Linked DNA regions of Mus musculus: region 1 is linked to region 2. A link is a contact called in public HiChIP or PLAC-seq data. All regions are on one chromosome and are shown on one strand. Each heading gives the region's core, a stretch centred on a gene start, on an enhancer-like site or on the middle of the called end of the contact. The rest is flanking DNA. Distances are from core to core; before and after follow the strand shown.

The links. HiChIP or PLAC-seq counts read pairs in DNA pulled down with a chosen protein or histone mark.
Region 1: a contact with region 2 is called in an H3K4me3 HiChIP or PLAC-seq map of fetal liver, with 2.5 times the contacts expected there. The contact joins two enhancer-like sites. A contact is called at or near these places in 4 of 39 promoter capture datasets (the C10 cell line, embryonic stem cells, hippocampal neurons and 1 more), 4 of 115 datasets of contacts at active chromatin or transcription factors (SST interneurons, VIP interneurons, fetal liver and 1 more) and 1 of 9 other capture datasets (embryonic stem cells).

The regions. Positions count from the first base shown.
Region 1 is chr6:91,162,151-91,165,423 of GRCm38.p6, forward strand. The region is part of intron 3 of Hdac11 (histone deacetylase 11); the gene reads left to right. Among named protein-coding and RNA genes, the nearest start is that of Hdac11, 7.0 kb to the left of the region's middle. Within about 2 kb of position 1,606, at least 33 of the 459 cell types and tissues checked have an H3K27ac peak or open chromatin away from gene starts, as enhancers often do. A contact at or near this core is called in fetal liver, where this site is marked.
Region 2 is chr6:90,621,640-90,624,869 of GRCm38.p6, forward strand. Slc41a3 (solute carrier family 41, member 3) reads left to right here. Exons shown (of 11, transcript NM_027868.2): 3 at 3,173-3,230. Among named protein-coding and RNA genes, the nearest start is that of Slc41a3, 18 kb to the left of the region's middle. Within about 2 kb of position 1,617, at least 53 of the 459 cell types and tissues checked have an H3K27ac peak or open chromatin away from gene starts, as enhancers often do. A contact at or near this core is called in fetal liver, where this site is marked.

The sequences.
Region 1 (3,273 bases), core at 356-2,855, 540 kb after region 2:
GGTGGGAGTGAGGGAGGGACAGTCTAAGCATGGGTTACAAGTGCAGAGGCCCCGTGGGGGGGAAGGAGACTGACCTCAGGACACCCAGAGGGCAGAAGATGGGAGAGGCTGGAAGGGATGGGAACTGGGTCTTTGACTTAGTCAGTTCTTCCCATCTTCCAAGAGGTCCATCTCCCCTTTAAAGAATGTGGCTAATTACATATTTCACAATCCACCATCTTAAGGCTCAGCAGCGTCTCCGTCATTCATCCATGTGATGTCACGACCTATAGCTGTTCCTGTCACCCTGAAAGGAAACCTGATCCCACAGAGTGCTTGCTCCCTGCTATTGCCTGCCCTCTGCCTGGTCTCCGCCCACTTACTGTGACTCCACAGACTCATGTACTTTGTACTTGACTCAATACAGATGAAATCAGTGTGTGTGCTTTGGCATCTGGTTTGCCTTACCACACAGCATATTGAGCAGGTACCATGCATTTTTCTTCCCCAGTGGCTGGGATTGAGAGCTCTAGTATGCAGGGCAAGTGCTTTGCCAGGAAGCCACATACCACCCCCGGCACATTCCTCTTCATGGATGCATAATATTCCACCATGTGGTGTACCACATCTTGTCTGTCTGTCCATTAGTTTGTGCACACATGGGCTATTTCTCCCGTTTTAATGATTGGCAGTTGTGTTGCTATGGGTATGCCCATACACGTTTGTTTCAATACCTAATTTTGCTTATTGGGGGGGGGGGTCAGTATACACCAGTTTTGTACCAAGAAAATGTCTAGCATAGCTATGTGGATTTTGAATGAATGAGTTTATTAAAGTTTATAGCAAGCAGAAATAAAGAACAAATAGCAGATAGAAGCAGTAGAGAGCTCAAGAGGACATCAGATCAGGAGCCTGCGGCCCCCAGCACAAAGCATTGGATTCACCTGCTTGGTGGTGTAAGAAAAGTGACGGAGCCCAGGGATCCCTGAGAGTTTAGGTTGGTTTGTCTGTCTAATCTCAGGCAGGCACACAATTACTAAACTACATCATCAATCCCCCCCTCTTTAAAATTTAAATTTAAAAAATAATTTTGAGACAAAGTTGGTGTGAGCTCATGATTTTTATCCTCAACCTCCTAAGCCGGTGGATTCACAGGCACTGGCCTCTAGGCCCCACAGTGTTATTTTAGATTAAGGATTGGTAGTACTAGTGTGTCTCTGAAGGGGATAGCCACAGATGCGGTGCATCTTTGGATGGTGACACAGACGTGCTGGTAGCTGTGTGCAGGTCTATGATAGTCTTCTGGGCAGCTAGGGCAGTGTTTTAAGGAGGTAATGACAGGCCTCTTCAGGAGGGCCCCTTCAGCAGGCTTCCACTGTTACACCCTCATTTCAGACCCTAATTTGCAGACAAGGAGGCAGGCACAGAGGGAAACAGCTGCATGCAAAGTCACACAACTGAGGCAGAGCTCAGAGGGGACTTGAGAGCCCTGTCCCAGCTCAGAGCCCTTGCCCCTCCCAAGTTTGTCACAGGGCATTCTGGGTGGGTCCTTCCTACTCATCTGGGCTGTCCCCTGGCAACCTGCTGCACATCCCAGATAATCTTTATCTGTCCCTTGTTGTCTCCCCACCCCACCCCACACACACGGGGGGCCCTTCTCAGCTGCTCCATCTTCGGCTTGTCACCCTCCAGTATCAGTGTCACTGTGAGGCCCTACATCAGCTCCCTCTGTCTACTGTAACTGTAACTACCCTGGCCTGTGCCACTGTGAGGCCATACATTCATTCACTCTGACCACTGTAATTACCATGCCCCATTGACCACTCTGCCAAATCCCTTTCTTCCTCTTCCTCCAGTCTAGTCACAACCCACTCCTACCTTGCATCAGTGTTTTATTTGATGACCAACAGGTTTTTTTTCCCCCAGAGCAGTGCTGCCTGATAAAGCTGTCTGTCGTGGCACGTCCTAGTTCAGCTCCATCCAGCCACCAGCCTCAGTGTCTGGCCAGCACTTGAAATATGCCTGAAGTAACTGAGGCATGGAATTCTCATTAAACATGCATGTTTTGTTTCTTTGAGGCAGGGTCTTGTGTAGCCAGGGCTGGCCTTGGACTCCAAAGTCGTCGGCCTCCACGTCCCAAGCTGGGATGACAGGCATGTACTACCACACGACCTTTAGCTCAAGACTGACTCATAAGTACAAGCTTATATATTTGGGCCCTTTGTTCTCAGGTCTAACCAACCAGAGGGAGAATATTCTTAAATCAATAATGCATCCATCTTAACATACACATTTCTTGTGTTGCTCCCTAAACCGTGGCATAAACTTCTCTCAGCGTGGTAATATGTCCCATGCTATAAGCAATGTAGGCATGATATATGCAGGAGGATATGCTCAGGTTCCATGTAAATATGATTCCATTTACACACGGGCATGGAGTCCTCATGGATCTTGTCCAAGAAGCAGTCCCCTGATGAGAGCATGGAACCGCTGTCTATAAAGATAGAACTGGCAGGGTATACATGTAGTGCATACATTTAATCACAGCATTCAGGAGGCAAAGGCAGATGTCTCTTGAGTTGGAGGCCAATCTGGTCTACATAGTACCAGATCATCCAGGGATATGTAGAAATATTGATGTCTCCAACAAAAAGAGCAAGGGGCAGCAGAGGGAGCTAGATACATCAAAACCTGCCTCTGCAGAGCTGAGCAGAAAGGAACGGAGTCAGGATTGGAAGTGCAGGGAAAATAACAAAGTACTCACATCAGATGGAGATGGGGCTCAGGGAGTCCCTGTTATTTTAGTTTTTAGTTCTGGCTTTCCTTCTTCTGGGCCTCTATACTGCCCTGACAGTATGGTGTGAACCTGTGCTAGCAGACCAGGTCCTGAACCGCAGAAGACCACAGAGATGCTTCCTTTCCCTGCCCTATCCAGCTTCTGACATTCCTGAGCTCAATCCCTTGCCCTAAATTGCGTCTTTGGCCTAAAGCCTGCATCTGGGGGACTCTGGTTCACTGTTTTTTTTTATAAGCATTGCCTTCTCCACGAGGCCGTCTCCCTTCCCGAGAAGACTGGTACTTCTCTGTCATAGCACCTGCTGGCTTGTTAGCCTTGTCTACAAGTGTCCCAGCACAGGTCAGGACCCCAAGCCCACCTGACTGTCTCATGCTGACTGACACTTGGCCTCAGAGACAAGGCTCTGGCTGTGGGGAGCAGAGGTGCCCCATGCAATCTCAGCACAGCCTGCAGTACTTATTCTAGACACAAGAGGGCAGAAGAGTGCCTCAGAAGGC
Region 2 (3,230 bases), core at 367-2,866:
ACAATGTGGGGGAGGAGAGAGCAAGGGAGGCTCTTTCCCAGTACCACAGGCTACCTCCCTCTCCCACTCTGACCCCACCCATCAGGATAGACATCTGTAAAGCGTCTGAGAGATCAGTAGCAGAATTTAAAAGTTAGGATGACTTGAAGTCAAATTGGGGAGGACAGGGGTTAAATCCTGCTGGGCAGAACCGGAAGCGGGTAGGAGAGGAGAAGAGGCCCAGGGGGAGACAGGAGCCTGGGGATGGTTGAGGTCCAATATTGTCAGCTTACATCCATAAGGTGGGAGGGATACCAGGGACATCAATGAGCTCAGAGCATCAGTCAGACCAAAGTGACATCAAGGACACACAAAAGAAACCTGGAGAAAGAGCCATTCTGGATCTGGGTGGTCAGGACATCAGCAGGGGTCAGGCCTCCTTTGTCATCTGCCTCAGTCTGCCAGGGCTGCTGTAGAGCACCTGAAGCCAGACAGTGTATCCCACAGAAGTTGACATTATCTCTAGGGGTTAGAAGTCTGAGATGCCAGGTGTTGGCAGTGTCGACATCCTAAGCCAGTAATGCCATTTCCCCCCTCCCCCCTGCTCCCCACATGGTCACCTCTCTTTGCATATCTGTGCTTGTGAGATACCCTACCAGTCTTGTAGGATTGGGAATCAGGGATCATCCTCCTATGACTCCCTTAGCTCAGCCCCTCTTTGAGGACCGTGTCTCTAAACACTGTGTCTTTACAGCTGCAGTCCCGTCAATTTGGGGGGACACACTTTAGCTAGTCTCTGTTGACCTTGTCTCAGTTCATCTTCTTCTCACCTGACACGCTCGGTCAATGGCTTAACTCTCATGGCCAGGGCTGTGGATGCAGTCCCAGGATAGAGCACTACCCTAGCTCAGGCAAGGCACCGGGGTCCATCCCCAGCACCGTCAGTCAGTTTCATGGCCAGAACTGGCTCAGCCCTAACCCAAGGTGGCATCAGCAGCAAGGGTCTGGGACCATGGAGTCAAGTCTCCCTTCCTCCCTCCTGAGGCATGCAACTGTGGGGAAGGTGGGCTGGGTGCTGGAAGTAACTCAAGCCTTGAAAGAGAGATGTGTAAATAGAAGGGAGAATTGGAAGTGTGACTGGGTCAGGAGAAGAAAGGGGTTGGGGACCATGGCGGAGTCATTAGGGAGACCAGCAGGGAGCTAGAGCAGGGGGCTAGGACAGAGAACAAGTTCAGAGGCTGGCCACCTCAAGCTGTTCTCCAGGGGCGAGGGCAGCAGAGAGTGATCCAAGAGCCCATTCACACACAGCAGGTCCTGAGGAAGAGAATGCTGTTGCCATGGCCAGCACAGCACTGAGCTGTGACTGGAGGAGGAGAACGGAAACTTGGTCAGGAGTTCCTGGCGCTGAGAGAGAGGAGAGTTGAAGGAAGAGACACAGAGTTTGTTCTGATGTGGGGCTATTAGATGTGTGGCCTTGTGTGTGGCCGGGAGAATGTGCACCAGGCTGTGGGGGAGGCAGAGGGTGGTGGGTGAGGGCTGGGGCAGAGGACATGCTAGGAAAGGACAGGGTGTGCCAGACAGCCCTGGTCAGGAGTAGGAGAGTGTGTGTGATGGTGGTGTGGGTGGTGTGTGCCCGAGGGGTGCGCGGGGCTGATAGGCAGCTACACACAGACCTGAGGCCCCTGCTGCAGAGAATGGGGCGGCAGTAGCTGGATTGATAAGGAAGGGCCCCTGCAGGTGGGCCTCTGCTTCCAACCGAGTTCTTCATCTGAGAGCAGGAAATCGCATGCATTTCTTAAAGGGCTAATGTCTATATTATGAAAGATCCAAGCAAAGGGATAAATGTGGGCAAACGCAAAGAGATCATTTTAGAGAGGGAATCAACATTATGAACAGGGTAAAATGTTCAGACTCGGTGCTAAAAAAGCAATGCACGTTAAGACTACATTTTGTTCCTACCCAGTGGGTAAATATATAAGATAAGACTTTTATAGAGCCTCTGACTAGTCCTTCTCTGTCATGCCTCCAAGGCACTGCTGCCTGGGGGTGACTCCTGCTTTCCCCAGAGGTGACATGTGTTTGTGTCTCTAGCTACTCTTTCCTGGGGAGATTGGGGACCGAGCCCAGGACCCCCTTCAGAAAAGAAGGAATTTGTCTTTAGGCCTAGAACCTAGAATCCCACAACCTTAAGGTCTTAATCCGTAGCCAGGCAGTGGTGGCACACGCCTTTAATCCTAGCACTTGGGAGGCAGAGGCAGGCGGATTTCTGAGTTCAAGGCCAGCCTGGTCTACAGAATGAGTTCCAGGACAGCCAGGGCTACACAGAGAAACCCTATCTCAAAAAACCAAAAGGGAAAAAAAAAAAGAAGATCTTAATCCGTTGAGGCCCTACTTAAATCAGATCTGGGGGTGTTTATCAGGCAGTGGGGGGAGGAAGTGGGGAGGGTCCATCACACGAACACCTCCTCTCTTTCCCATATTTCTCAACACATCCTAGCTACTCTGCCTTTTCCGGTGTTATTGTTTGTGTGTTAGATGCGGGGTCTCCATCAAATGGACTTTCCTGTTCTGGAAAGCCCAGGGTCCAGCAGGGTTCCGGGTGGAGCCTGGGATACCCTTGTCAAAGTGCCCCTACCAGTTAGTTTAGCAGAGTTTCTCCAGGCCTCCCAAATTAGGAGAAATAACTGAATTGGTGACTTGATCCAATGTCTACAAAGCTGTTGCTGCACACTGGCACATTTTCAGGCGGCGCTGGGCCAGACTACTGGCCTCCAGTCTAGCCCTGCCTTTTTCCTGGCCTCTGAGGATAGGAGGCAGGAGGGGGCCCACTGGAGGCCTCAGCTGCTGATTCGGTTAATGATATTTAAAGTGTCCTGTTTACTTAAAACACTTTAAGTTTTTCACTTTAAACGATTTAGGCCAGTTATGGGCAGCACACGCCTTTAATCCCAGCACTCAGGAGGCAGAGGACAGGCAGATCTCTATGAGTTCAAAGCCAGCCTGGTCTACAGAGTGAGTTCCAGGGTACCCTGAGCAATGCATGGAGACCCTGTCTCAAAATAAATAAGGCATTTAGGACACTGCTCGGTCTTCCAGGCTGATTCACAGGGCATGCAAGGTCACTGACTGAAGGTTCTCTGCAGATATCTGCCGAGCTGTCTTTGGCCTCATCTCCTTCTGCCTTCTCTTCCAGCACTGGCCAGTGTTCAAAGATGTTAAAGACCTGATGACGTTGGTGCCACCCCTCGTCG